2 separate regions of the Anser cygnoides genome follow, and region 1 is linked to region 2. The links are chromatin contacts, called in public Hi-C maps. All regions are on one chromosome and are shown on one strand. Each heading gives the region's core, a stretch centred on a gene start, on an enhancer-like site or on the middle of the called end of the contact. The rest is flanking DNA. Distances are from core to core; before and after follow the strand shown. Region 1 has its middle 56 kb from the start of AKAP9. Region 2 holds the start of FZD1 (frizzled class receptor 1).

Evidence for each region. A called contact is a pair of places that touch in the nucleus more often than the background predicts.
Region 1: a Hi-C map of fetal liver shows a contact between it and region 2, with 2.0 times the contacts expected there. The contact joins the enhancer-like site here to the promoter of FZD1 in region 2. A contact is called at or near these places in 2 of 7 Hi-C or Micro-C datasets (fetal liver and granulosa cells).

What each region holds. Positions count from the first base shown.
Region 1 is chr2:24,883,518-24,890,262 of Taihu_goose_T2T_genome, forward strand. No RefSeq gene overlaps it. Among named protein-coding and RNA genes, the nearest start is that of AKAP9, 56 kb to the right of the region's middle. Within about 2 kb of position 1,949, at least 1 of the 3 cell types and tissues checked has open chromatin away from gene starts, as enhancers often do. A contact at or near this core is called in fetal liver, where this site is marked.
Region 2 is chr2:24,656,129-24,662,336 of Taihu_goose_T2T_genome, forward strand. It overlaps FZD1 (frizzled class receptor 1), which reads left to right and starts at 2,848. Exons shown (of 2, transcript XM_048077531.2): 1 at 2,848-4,913; 2 at 5,268-6,208. The coding sequence starts at 2,981. The coding sequence ends at 4,744.

The sequences.
Region 1 (6,745 bases), core at 699-3,198, 230 kb after region 2:
GCCCTTTTTTTAAACAACAACTGTCTATTGTGCTACCCCTTCAGGTAGGCAGAAAGGCAGTATCTGGATAAAGTAAATCATCGAATGCTGAGTAACCACTTGTCTTTGTGTTGAAGGCATTTTGATTTCCAGGAAGTAAACATAACTTTTTACTGTGGCTTTTGTTTGAAGATAACACATCTTCAATGGAAGTATACCTTCCATTGAAATAGATGCAGAACAGTAAAAGTCTAAAGTCGCTGCAAAACATCATATTTTAGTGGACATGTCCCATATTTGTAAGTGACTAAAGCTGCAACATTTAAAAATAAGTGCTAGGCTTAGATAGTATTGCAACATAAGAACAATCTAAACTGTTAACAGGAATTTGTCCTCTGCTCCTGATATACAAGTGCCTGGATGCTCTTACTTGTCTGTAAGAGTGTCTCAGCCACTGTAAATCTGAGTAATCATCTAACACATGAAGTTTAGGTACCATAACTGTGGCCACTCGGTGCTAACTAACTGCCACAAGGATATTTTCTCTCCTCCCACTGTGTAACTTCAATAGGGAGCCATGGTGTTTGCCCCTAACTGCAGAAGTTATCTGGTTGCTGTTCCTTGTTCACTTTTTTATTCCTTCTAAATCTTCTTATTTATAATTATTATTCCATTATTTATCTCAGTCTGTCTTCTAGTTGGTCCACCTCTCTCCAGTCTTTGATTTTCCCTAATTCTTTTTCCCCGTGTTTATGCTCAACAACTTATTCACCAGCTCCTTCAATCCTAAATTTATCAGAAATGTTAAGTTCTCTCAAATAAAGGTATTTCCTCATCAAATGGGAATGAACTCATGTATTCAGTATACCTGGTCTCTCTTCTTGATTTTTTAAGGGGCACAACATAATGAATAAGCCTATGAATCACATTTGGAAGATGCCAAATTCCTGCCATATGAGCATTCTTGAGGGCCTGAGGGTACTATTATATTTGCTTCAGGGTTTATGAAGATGGTGAGGAGCCAGGTTTTGAAAGAGAAATTACTGGCTGTAATGAGCCTGCCACCTCTGAGATGAATGTGAGTGATCCTGTAGGAGTCAGTGCAGCATGCACGATTTCTGGATTCCCAGCATACTCCGAAGGGAGCCAGACTCAGTGTCTCCCTTACAGAACAATGCAGCCTGGGATAATATAGTGTGAAAGGAAGGCTCATGGCATGCTCTGAGGAATCAAACCACCACAGCTGTAAATATTATCTTTGAGTCATATAGGCACACATCATACACAATGTAGGTGTGTTCTCTGGCTCTGAAGGCTGCATTGTCCTCAGAGAGTGCTCATTTATGTTAATTCCACACACTATGGCTGTTACTAGGAAATATTTGTCTGTTTTAAAGAGATATTGTATGAACTGGAATTATTTATTTTTGTCTCTTGCAAAGACAGCTGTTGCTGTTGTTGCATCTTCTTGTTTAGAAGTTCTCTCCACTGCTGATGGGAAGCACAAGTCTTCTTGGGCGGGTAGTGTCCCGGGCTGTGTGCTGTCTGGAGGAGCTGTTGGAGAAGACGGCTTCTGTCAGTAGCTCTCTCCACACTTTCAACATGAGAAGGGTGGCTCCTGGTGATCTGCACCTCCGTGAAGTTAAGGAAAAGCCTCTTGACACAGTCTGCTTGCAGAAGACAACTGCCTCCTCTGTCTCTGAACGCAGCCTGCCTGGCCACCATCCTGCTTTCTCCTGAAGCCCCCTGAGCTTAACCCTTCCTTGCCCAGCACTCCATCATTTATCTCGCTGCATCCCTCAGCTGTCCTGCCTCTTTCAGTTCTCTCCATATACACTTTGACTCCTTCCTAGACCTCAAAATTGTTAGGCTTTTGCAGATTGTGTATGCAGCTGTGTTCATGGTCAGATCCAAGCTCTGTCTGACAGCCAGGGTGAATGTTAATGTGTAAGCAATGAGGAAACCATTGAGTGTGACCTTGAATCCTAAGCTAACATGACAGTATAAACACAGTCCCAGTTATTGCTCCTATGCTCTCTGCCTGCATGAACAATCTCTCTCTTTCTCTCTCAGGCTCCCCCTACTCCCCCTCACCAACCTTTCATTGCTTCCTCCACCGTTCCTCACTCTCACTCTCTGATTGGAGACCTTTTAAACAACTTGAATAGACGTATTCAAACAGTACAGAAAGGCCACTAAAAAGCACCTGGTCCTGAATGGTTTCACAAACATCCATGTCATAATGAAGTTCAGAATGTGTATTTGGGTACCCAGAGGATCTCTGATTTTTTTTAATTAATTGGTTGGTGATTCCTTAAAATCATTTCAGTACAGTCCTCAGTACTTACCTGTGTAAGAGAATTGTGAATTACCTTCCCCAGCATCGTGATATTGCCAAGTTATCATTCCATTTGAATAACCAACAAATTAATTCAACATTGGCTCCCAAAAACATTGACACAAGTGACCTTTTTACATTCACCCATGGTAGAGACAGAATTAGAACCCAGAAGATGTCTCAAGTCCTGCTTCACTTATTTATGGAGAGTACAGGAAAGCAGTATATACTTTTTATACTAAATAGTGTTTTTTTTTTTAATTACATGGAAAGGATTCTGTGTCCTGCTTCACCTTCACAAAGACCTACCAAATTTCAGCATATTCCCCAACCATTGCCGTCACTCTTCATTCTGATAATTGTTTTATAGGCAGGAAATCCCATGATTTATTAAATTACTTTTTAATGAACATATAATAACAACTAACAATAAATGAAACTAGAGAAGGCAAGAAGGAACTATAATCACAGCCATCAAGTCAGTATAAAAAGTGCCAATCCTGATGTTAATTTAATTTGAGATTTAAGAAGATTACATAAACTGAATTATATTAATTTCCATTTCCACTGCCTCAGCAGTCAGCTAGCATTGGACAGATGGCATCATAACCAAAACATTTTTCTTCTCCATATGTATACTCCCTCCAGTAATTTACTTTAGCATGCTATGGCACAACTGGAGAAAACAAAAATGACAATGTTTATTAAGATTGTAGAAGACTAGACTCAATTACGACATAGACATCCATTTATTTTCCCATAGTTTTCAAATAAATTATTTTGAATACCTAGTTGTCAATGAAGACTCTCAGCTTTTCATCGTTGTCCCCTAGCAGGCCTTTTAAGCCTGGTTTTCAAGATGGACTACATGTCCTGCTTGATGGATCAGCAAGAGATGGTTTATCATTAAATAAACTGAGCAACAGAGAATGATAGACCAACAAGAAAGCCAACTAGAAATGGTATCAAGTTCCTACCTCCATATTTTCACAAATTTTTGTGTTTGTTTTTACCCAGTGTTTTGTGTTTTGTGTTTTTGTTACCCAGTTCTCAGTATTTTCTAGCCAGACCTAGTCCCATTTTTGATATTCCATAACCATTCCGTAACAGGCAGACAGCAATTATACTAGCTGGTCTTTTCAATGTTCAATAATTTTAATAGGCTTACAAGTCTTTCACCTCTTCTTTTACAAAACTGACCACCTGTGACAGAAAGGGAGTGTAAGGAGACATTCAAAATATAACATGTTTTAGCATTTTGGTTAGGGTAATGAGCTGCCCTTTTTATAAGCTCCCAAATACAGAAAAAATGTTCTAACTGTACTGTGGTTTAGTGGGTACAGGAAAGAACCAGAACTAATGTTAGTTCTAATGATGTCCAAGAATATCAGGAAAAAAAAAAACAGTCTGATGTAGTATTAGCCAAAGTAGGTGGTCTACGGGATCAAGAGATACAAATGAATTCTTTATTGTGAAGGAAAGGGAGAGACAAGAAAACATTATCAACATTATTAATGTATTTGGAGAAGGAGCAAGACACCTGGCATCTTGGTGGATGCAATGATGGGAATAAAACAAAGTAGGCAGGAAGGATGACTTGGATGAGGAGACAGGTAGAAATTTATAAAATTGCAGATCTATAAAGTTTATGTAAGTGATTCTCAGGTTTCAGTTTCTAGAAAACTGTATCTGCAGCAAACAGTTCCCAAGAGCCTGCAAAGTCAAGTAGTTGGTATGGAAACTGGGATACATAAGAGCATAACTTCAGAACATCACTGAGTGAGACTGAAGACCGTATCAGCACAGCAACCTGCATCTGACAGTGATTAATAGCAGTTCCTTAGAGAAAAAGCAGAAGAAAGACAGCAAGCATAAAGTGACCTCTACCTACTGTGTACTTTCTGCAAAGAGTTGCTTTGTAGAAAGGTCTTCCTGAGAAGAGAGGAAAGTTAAGAGTCATGAAAGGATCTGTATCTAATTCACCTGTTAAATACACTGTATTTTGCTATCCATAACAAAAAAAAAAAAAAGTATTTTTGTTCTGAATTGCAAAAGAAGATACACTTTAAAATTTCTGTCTGAGAATATCAGGAGGAGCAGCCTCTAATTTTTACAAAGATCAACATTTTTGTCCATATGACAATAAAGAGCAGACTTATCACAAATCACAGCTCAAATGAGGGAAGACTTCCAGAGCACTCCCAGTGTAAGAAGGGTTGAATTTTGTACCCTTCCTGTACAAAATGACACAGGACTTCAAGCCTGGCCATGTTACCTTCTCCTTTTCTGAATTTATGTCTAGTTCACTTCTACACCCCAGTGAATGAGCTCAACATCTTCTGAAGCCTGCCCACACAAGACAACTCCTTCTTCTGTCCATCCATGACATAGAACATGCCAGTAACTGGAAGTTTATGCTAACCTATGAAGAGTCATGTGCTGCCTCAAGGAAGGAAATGAACTTACCTCTTAATCAAGTCATCCCTACTATAGAAATAGCTCTCATGAGAATGGGAGCATGCAGAGAGAAAACGATCTCTTATGCTTCTTATTCTCCTGGGAGAACAGTCAGTTTAACTGGTGAACCTATATATACATACTACACTTCACTGTGGTATACCCAGAATTAGAATGTCCCAAGCCCTTCGCTCTTCACCACCACCCTCTGAACCTGGCTGAGTTCAGCCTCACTGGTGCCAGCAGAGCACGTGTTCTATACAGCTCTAAAAGTCAGCTTTGACTCCCAACCACATGTCTGGGTAAATGCAAAGTGAAGAGTCAGGTAGAATTGAATCACAAGCACCAAGTTATTCATGGCTTCTACTAAATTACCACTTCTATTCAGCTGCAAGACACCAGAGACCTTTGCACATTAGCTGGCCATTCAGTCAATGATCGAAGAGCTAGCAAAAAATAAAAATAATAATATAAAAATAATGGAAATAATTCTAAAACCATACATTTTCTCACAATTCACGTTTTTTGTTTTTTCTGTATGTTTAGGCATCCTTTTTAACATGCCAGAAGCCTGATTTTATACAAGTAAACTTCATCATCTCCTTCGATCAGTGCTTTTAATATATCATAGCTCACCTCAGACAGTCTATTGCAATTTCTAGATAGAGTGATTTCCTATAGCATCAAAAAAAGCAATCAAAGCAGCATGCTTCTTTCTTTACTTTTTTTACCACTCGAGTGAGAAATTTGTCTTTTTTTTTTTTTTTGAGCTTGAGGCTGTTAGACCTCCGAATGCTACACCAACCAGCATGACTTCAACACCTCATAGTGAGCTATTTATGTCTGAGTGATTCCTTCAAAGCAAACCGTGCTGTAAGTGAGTGGTGCCAAGGCTTCCTGCTAAGGCAGGCCACAGGACCTAACGTGCTGCTTCTGCAGGCCATGGAGTGCATGCACACATATCCCGCCTGCCTCAAAAGAGTCATTTTAACTGCGCATAGCCCAGTCAACCACATTGGCCACACGCAATATGAGTCTTCTGCCGGCCATAAGTGGAGCATTTCGTCTTGCCATGGCTCACTCCTGACTGACGGTGTTGTGGAGGCACCTCCGTATGAGCAGGGAATCACTGTGTACCCGATGAGTAGCACTGAGCTGCTGCTCCTCACCACCACCACTCTGAGGCCCACTGCCTCTCCTGCTCCCCAGCCATGTCACTCAACACCCATCTACAGACTGCATGTTGGACACCTTTCAGCTTAACGACAGTAGGTATCTCCAACATGAGAACAGGGAGTTACTGAAAGAAAAAAAGACCATGTTCTTGTAGAATTAGCTTTTCAAGCACAGATATATTCCCCCACTTTACAGAGATCCAACATATCCCACCTAGTGAAAGACCTGCAAATCTGAAGGCTGTCTTCCTGTCACAAGCTAGGAATGCCTTGGGATATGCACTGCAGTCAATAACAAAAACAACCAGAGCAGACAGAAGTCTTACACCTGGATCCTGAGCATCTGCAAGCCCCAAAGACTACAAATCACTGTGCTCATTCTTCCTCAGAAGTTTCACTTACCATGTGTCTATACATAATTAAACACTACTGATTTCAAATACCACAGTATAATAACCCTTAGCCCATGCTAGACTCCCTTTATAGTAACCACCCTCGGATTTGGATAGCATTCTGAAAAATGGTGAGCTAAACATTTTCATCTATCTTTACAAATATAGTGAGAGTAAAAATGAAATGACATTTACAAGCAAGGGAGAATTTCCTCCTCAATAATTCCAGGAAAGGCTATTCTTATGGCAGGGATTATAATAGGAATAGGAAATGGTATAGACTTAACCCATTTTCATTACAGTCTTAAGACTGCAATTTTGTGGTTGTAATCTAATGTCATGCCTTTGCTATTAGTAGATTTTCTCCAGAGTCCAGACAGCAGTAGACGTGTTCAGAAAGACCT
Region 2 (6,208 bases), core at 1,598-4,097:
GGTTGGTGGCAGGGGGTATTTGTTGCAGTAGTAGCAGATAGGCATCAACACATTTTTTGTTTCTTGCTCAGGCATGGTTTAAACGGACCTGCTGTTTTGGGCCACAGAGAATAATGTTCCTAATGATGAGTTTTGTGGTTTGGGGTGCTTGAAATGTAGGACAAGTGCTTCTGGGAAGATTCTTTCCACATAGGAAATCTTCTGTTAGGTGAAAAATCATTAAACAGTTAAAACTGACAAGTCCTAGGAACATTCATGGACTTAACAGCTCTTAGTCCTTGCTCTCCCATCCCCCCCAACACCCCATCCGTTCCAGCTTCTACTTCTCCTTTCTAAGCTGGTCTCACTGATATATCCATATCTGAGCTCTAAGCAGTCGTTCCCAAGTTGCATTTAGCATTAGTAGCTACTTCTTCAGAACTGCGAAAAATGGCTTGTAAACCCCCAAATTTGTCTATTTTCCCTTCCATACCAGTTGCTCTGATAAAAGATATTAGCTGTAAGTACAAACCTTGTCCCGCATGCACCGATCCTTCCACTAGAACACATTTCTGGCTTGCAGCACACAGCAACTTAGTGACTTTTCATTTGTATTTTTCCCCCCAGTTTGAGAACTGAGCATTTCATAAATATTTCAAATGCAGACCCCTGTAGAGAGAATTTAAGCCAACTGAGGATGGACTTGCATGTCTTAACTGCCTTTCCTGGATTCTGCGATGCATCCCCAGGTGTGGAAACCACATGTGGAAAGCCACAGAGTCTTCCTGACACTGGCTAGAAATTCACGCTTATTTTCTCTGTGAAAGAGTGTGCATAATATCTGTTCTTATCCAAAGATTCAGCGTTCAATTATTTTAGAATGAATAGGAAAACAATACTATCATTTAAGGCTGAATATAAATCAGGTTTTGTGCTAGGAAGGAGTGGGTAATTTTAATTACTGAGGCAGATGTGAAGAGGAAAATCTCTAGATTAAAACAGTAAATATGTTATACAAGGAATCAAACCTTTTTTCAGCAGGAGATGGAAAGAGACAGCATTTGTGCTCATCACTTTTGAACTGAAGTCCTCGGAGAAGAGAGCTCTTGACAGAACTCAATGAACCTCAGTAAATGAGGACATCAGCAATCAACATATTTAAGGTTGGGCAATTTCCAAACACAATCCTGCTCCAGCAGTCGTTATACAGCACAGATCTTGCTCTTAATTAGTTTGAATGTGGGACAGCACTGCTGGGAGAAAGAAAGTGGCCTAAATAGCAGGCCCAAATTTTATCTGCAGCTATCCAAGAAATACGGATGTCTTTTATTAACCCTTGCCACCTATGACAGCTAGAAGTACATACTAGGCTTGTCTTATTCCTAATGGATTTTTGCAGCCCATTAGCCTATAAGGGAAGAGGGTCGTAGCATGCCGCAGAGAACCAAGACAGCTGGCCAGGGAAGTTTCGCGCCTGGTTCTGCTCTGAAAGGCAGCATTAACAGTCAGACAAATACGAGGACATTCATGTCCACGACACAGAGGTTTGGTTACTGAGCGTTTAGAAAACGTGCTGGGATCTTCCTCACCTCCAGGAGCACAGTTTATTATTCTTCTTGAATTCCAGAGAGCCCGGTAAATCCCCCGCTCAGCCTCCACCATTTTTCCAGGCTGCGCACTTTGGGAGAACCAACAGAACGGCCATTCTGCACCAGCGGACGCGCCTCAGACATGCCGAAAGAAATGGCCATTGTTGGCAATTACTGTATGCCCATTCACTTGGCAAAACCCTCCTTTCTCAGGACATAGCGAGCACTTTAAAAACCTGACGGGAGGTACTTCAGGTCACACAGCATTCATCTCAAATTAAGCTCAAATAGCTGCGTGTTGGGCAGATGGGGGAAGAGGGGCTGGGACGCCCTATTTTCGTGATTATTTTGTGTTTCAGGCTAGTGCTGTAGTTGCTCTAGGAGGAACACGTAGATGAAATACTGACAATAACTGAGTACTGAGATCCTTAAGATGTCTCTGGAGAGAGGGAGGTGGGTTTTGGCTGTCTCACACCACCAGCTGCATGTTTCTGAGGCGGCTCTCGCGGGCTCAGCTCTCAAACAGCCCAAGTCGCTGCAACCACCGGATCCCCTCGATGTAAGCCCCGCACCGACCCCCGTTATTGTTCCCCGCTCCCTCCCCTCCTCCCACCCTTCCGCCGCCCCCTGCCCCTTCGGAATCACCGACCGGGCCGGGACGAGCAGGGCGGCCGTCCCCGGGGGGCGATGCCCGGCCTGCCGTGCCCCCAGCCCAGCCTCCGGCCACAACTTGCCCCCCCCCCTCCCTTCCCTTCCCCTCCCTGCGGCTCCGCGGCGGGGGGCGCGCTGAGGGGAGCGTGCGGCGGCCGCTTTGTGAGGGGCTTCGCCCGCCCTTTGTGCCGCCCGCCCGCGCTCCCCGGGACCCCCCCTGTCCCCCGCAACCCCTCCGAGCTCGTCTCCCCCCTGCGGGGGCTCGACGCGGGGCGGCCCTGCCCGGCCCCCCCTCAGCCCCGTCCCGCCCCGTCCCGCCCCGCCGCCTTTGTGCGCGGCGCGGGGCAGCCCCGCGGCCGCCTTGCGCCCGCCCCCGGGCGCGGCGCTGGAGCCGGTCCCTTGCGCAGGAAACTTCGGCGTCGGTTTCAAGGCCCCTCCCCGGCGGGGCAGGCAGACTGCGGGGCGCCTGGAAACCGGTCGGAGGGCGCGCGGGCTCGGGGGGCCGGCACAAATGGTCGGGCGGCGGCGGCGGCGGCGGCGCTAGGAGGCGGTGGCGGCGGGAGGGAGGCAGGCACGGAGGGAGGGCGGCGGGCGCTGCCTGCCGGGGCGGGCGGCAGCGGCAGAGCAGCAGCAGCAGCAGCAGCAGCGCGAGTGGCGGCCGGGGCTGCCCCGTCCCTGCCCGCCGCTCCCTTCATGAGCCGCAGCTCGGGGCCCGGAGGAGCGGCGCGGCGGCGGCGGAGGGAGCCCGGCAGCGACTGAGCATGGCCGAGCGGCGCGGGCCGGCGGGCGGCGGGGAAGTTGGCGGCGGCCGGTGCCGGCGGCTGCTGCCGGTGCCGCTGCTGCCGCTGCTGCTGCTGTGGGCGGCGGCGCTGCCGGCCGGGGGGCAGCCGCCCGCGCCGCAGTACAACGGCGAGCGGGGCATCTCCATCCCGGACCACGGGTACTGCCAGCCCATCTCCATCCCGCTGTGCACCGACATCGCCTACAACCAGACCATCATGCCCAACCTGCTGGGCCACACCAACCAGGAGGACGCGGGGCTGGAGGTGCACCAGTTCTACCCGCTGGTCAAGGTGCAGTGCTCGGCCGAGCTCAAGTTCTTCCTCTGCTCCATGTACGCGCCCGTCTGCACCGTGCTGGAGCAGGCCCTGCCGCCCTGCCGCTCCCTTTGCGAGCGCGCCCGCCAGGGCTGCGAGGCCCTCATGAACAAGTTCGGCTTCCAGTGGCCCGACACGCTGCGCTGCGAGAAGTTCCCGGTGCACGGGGCCGGCGAGCTGTGCGTGGGGCAGAACGCCTCCGAGCGCGGCACCCCGACGCCCGCCTTGCACCCCGAGAGCTGGACCAGCAACCCCCAGCGCGGGGGTGCCGGCGGCGGGGCCGGGGGCTCGGGGCCCGGCGAGCCCCGTGGGCGCTTCTCCTGCCCGCGGGCGCTGAAGGTGCCCTCTTACCTGAACTACCGCTTCCTGGGCGAGAAGGACTGCGGGGCGCCCTGCGAGCCCGGCCGCCTCTACGGGCTCATGTACTTCGGGCCCGAGGAGCTGCGCTTCTCCCGCACCTGGATCGGCATCTGGTCGGTGCTCTGCTGCGCCTCCACCCTCTTCACCGTGCTCACCTACCTGGTGGACATGAAGCGGTTCAGCTACCCCGAGCGGCCCATCATCTTCCTCTCGGGATGCTACACGGCCGTGGCCGTGGCCTACATCGCCGGCTTCCTGCTGGAGGAGAGGGTGGTCTGCAACGAGCGCTTCGCTGAGGACGGCTCCCGGACCGTGGCGCAGGGCACAAAGCGGGAGGGCTGCACCATCCTCTTCATGATGCTCTACTTCTTCGGCATGGCCAGCTCCATCTGGTGGGTCATCCTCTCCCTCACCTGGTTCCTGGCCGCCGGCATGAAGTGGGGCCACGAGGCCATCGAGGCCAACTCCCAGTACTTCCACCTGGCCGCCTGGGCCGTGCCGGCCATCAAGACCATCACCATCCTGGCCCTGGGGCAGGTGGACGGGGACGTGCTCAGCGGCGTCTGCTTTGTGGGCATCAACAACGTGGACGCGCTGCGGGGCTTCGTGCTGGCCCCCCTGTTCGTCTACCTGTTCATCGGCACCTCCTTCCTGCTGGCTGGCTTTGTGTCCCTCTTCAGGATCCGGACCATCATGAAGCACGATGGCACCAAGACGGAAAAGCTGGAGAAGCTCATGGTGAGGATAGGCATCTTCAGCGTCCTCTACACGGTGCCGGCCACCATCGTCATTGCCTGCTATTTTTACGAGCAAGCTTTTAGGGAACAGTGGGAAAGGAGCTGGGTCACGCAGAGCTGTAAGAGCTATGCCATCCCCTGTCCTAATAACCACAGCAGCCATCACCCACCCATGAGCCCTGACTTCACCGTCTTCATGATCAAGTATCTCATGACCTTAATCGTGGGCATCACCTCGGGCTTCTGGATCTGGTCGGGGAAAACGCTGAACTCCTGGAGGAAGTTCTACACCAGGCTCACCAACAGCAAGCAGGGCGAGACCACCGTCTGAGACCCCCGGCCGGGGGGCCGGGCGGGCGGAGGACCCGGGCTCTGCCCGCAGAGCACCCGCCGTGCCCCGGTACCGGCTGCACGCTCGCGCTTATCCAGCCCCGGCAAACTTCAAACTTTGCAGACTGCTTGTTGTCCTGCAGGCGACGGGGAGCAGAGGAAAAAGTCAGGTGGGAAACTCCTGCGCTTGGGACAGACTTGGGGTTTTTTTTCTCCTTCTCTCCTCTCTCCTCTCTCTCGCTGTCTCCTGTAGGAACTGAACGTACTGTAAGGTTGGGGGAGAGGGATGTAAATAGCCTCTGTAAGATTTTGTAAGTATATTTGTATTTAAATTACAAAAAGTCTCACTTTTTTAATTATTTAGGACATTTTTAACCCGTTTGCAGATTTTGCTTCCTCGCCCTCCCCTTTTTTTAAAAAGAAGAAAAAAAAAAGGCATTGGATTTTTATTTTATAGGGCAGGATGGGGAAAAAATTACCGGCAAAAGAAACCAAAACAACCCCCTTTCTTCTCCCCCCCACAGGTTTTGTAATGGCTTTGCTTGGAGTTTCAGTTGCATGAACAGCAGGGCCTGGACTGAGGCGGCTGTGACTGCCTAGGGCGCCTCCCGACACGGGCTGGGTGCTGCTCCCAGCCTGCCAGAGGTATGTGGAGGTGGAGGTGGGGTTGGGGAGGAGCGCCGCTTCCTGACGGCCTCCCTGCCCCACGGTGGGGACAGGGCAGCCAGGACAGCCACCCGGCCACGCCGCGGGGACATGGCCACGCTGCGGGACCGCGCTTCGCCATGCCTCGGCCGTCCCCAGCGAAGCCAAGCCCTGCGCGCCCGAGCCAGGCCCTTCTTTTGGAGGGGGGGGAAAACAATGGCCCGTCCTGCCCGAAGGTGTGTCCGGCCTTTTTTCAGAGGAGAGCATCGCCGCGGTGCCCTGTACAAGGGGGGCTGGCTGCTGGCTGCCCTTTCTCGTTTTTTAAATTTATTTAAATGCACCACATAGTTGAAAAAGAGTTGGCAGGTTTTGTTTTGCTTTGGCCAGGAGTTGAGGTCTAACACTGTCTGCACCTGTAGCATGTCGGATGGCTTCAGAGGTGAATGGGGACGTAGATACAACAAACTTCCTTTTTTAAAAAAAAAAGAAAAAAAATATAATTTTTTTAAACCCACCTAATGAACTTTTTTTCGGTCATAAAACCGAGAGGTGTCCGCTCTGGGTTCTCCTGTAGAAATGAGATTATTGGCCTTGTCCGTCAGGAGGTGCGTAGTCCTTGGAGGAAAAAACTAAAGCCTAACTGCAAATCTGAACCCGGGAGTCAGTTGCAGCTCCTGCTGTCATCATGGGGCAGCTTGTGCATGTTCACATTCTTCTGGTAACGAAAATGTTGAGGGAGAGCTACCTGGAACGCCTTGCTGCCCTGCTGGTGTTTACTGAGGTTAGCAGAGGGTTCAGTGCAAACAGGATCAGGAAATAT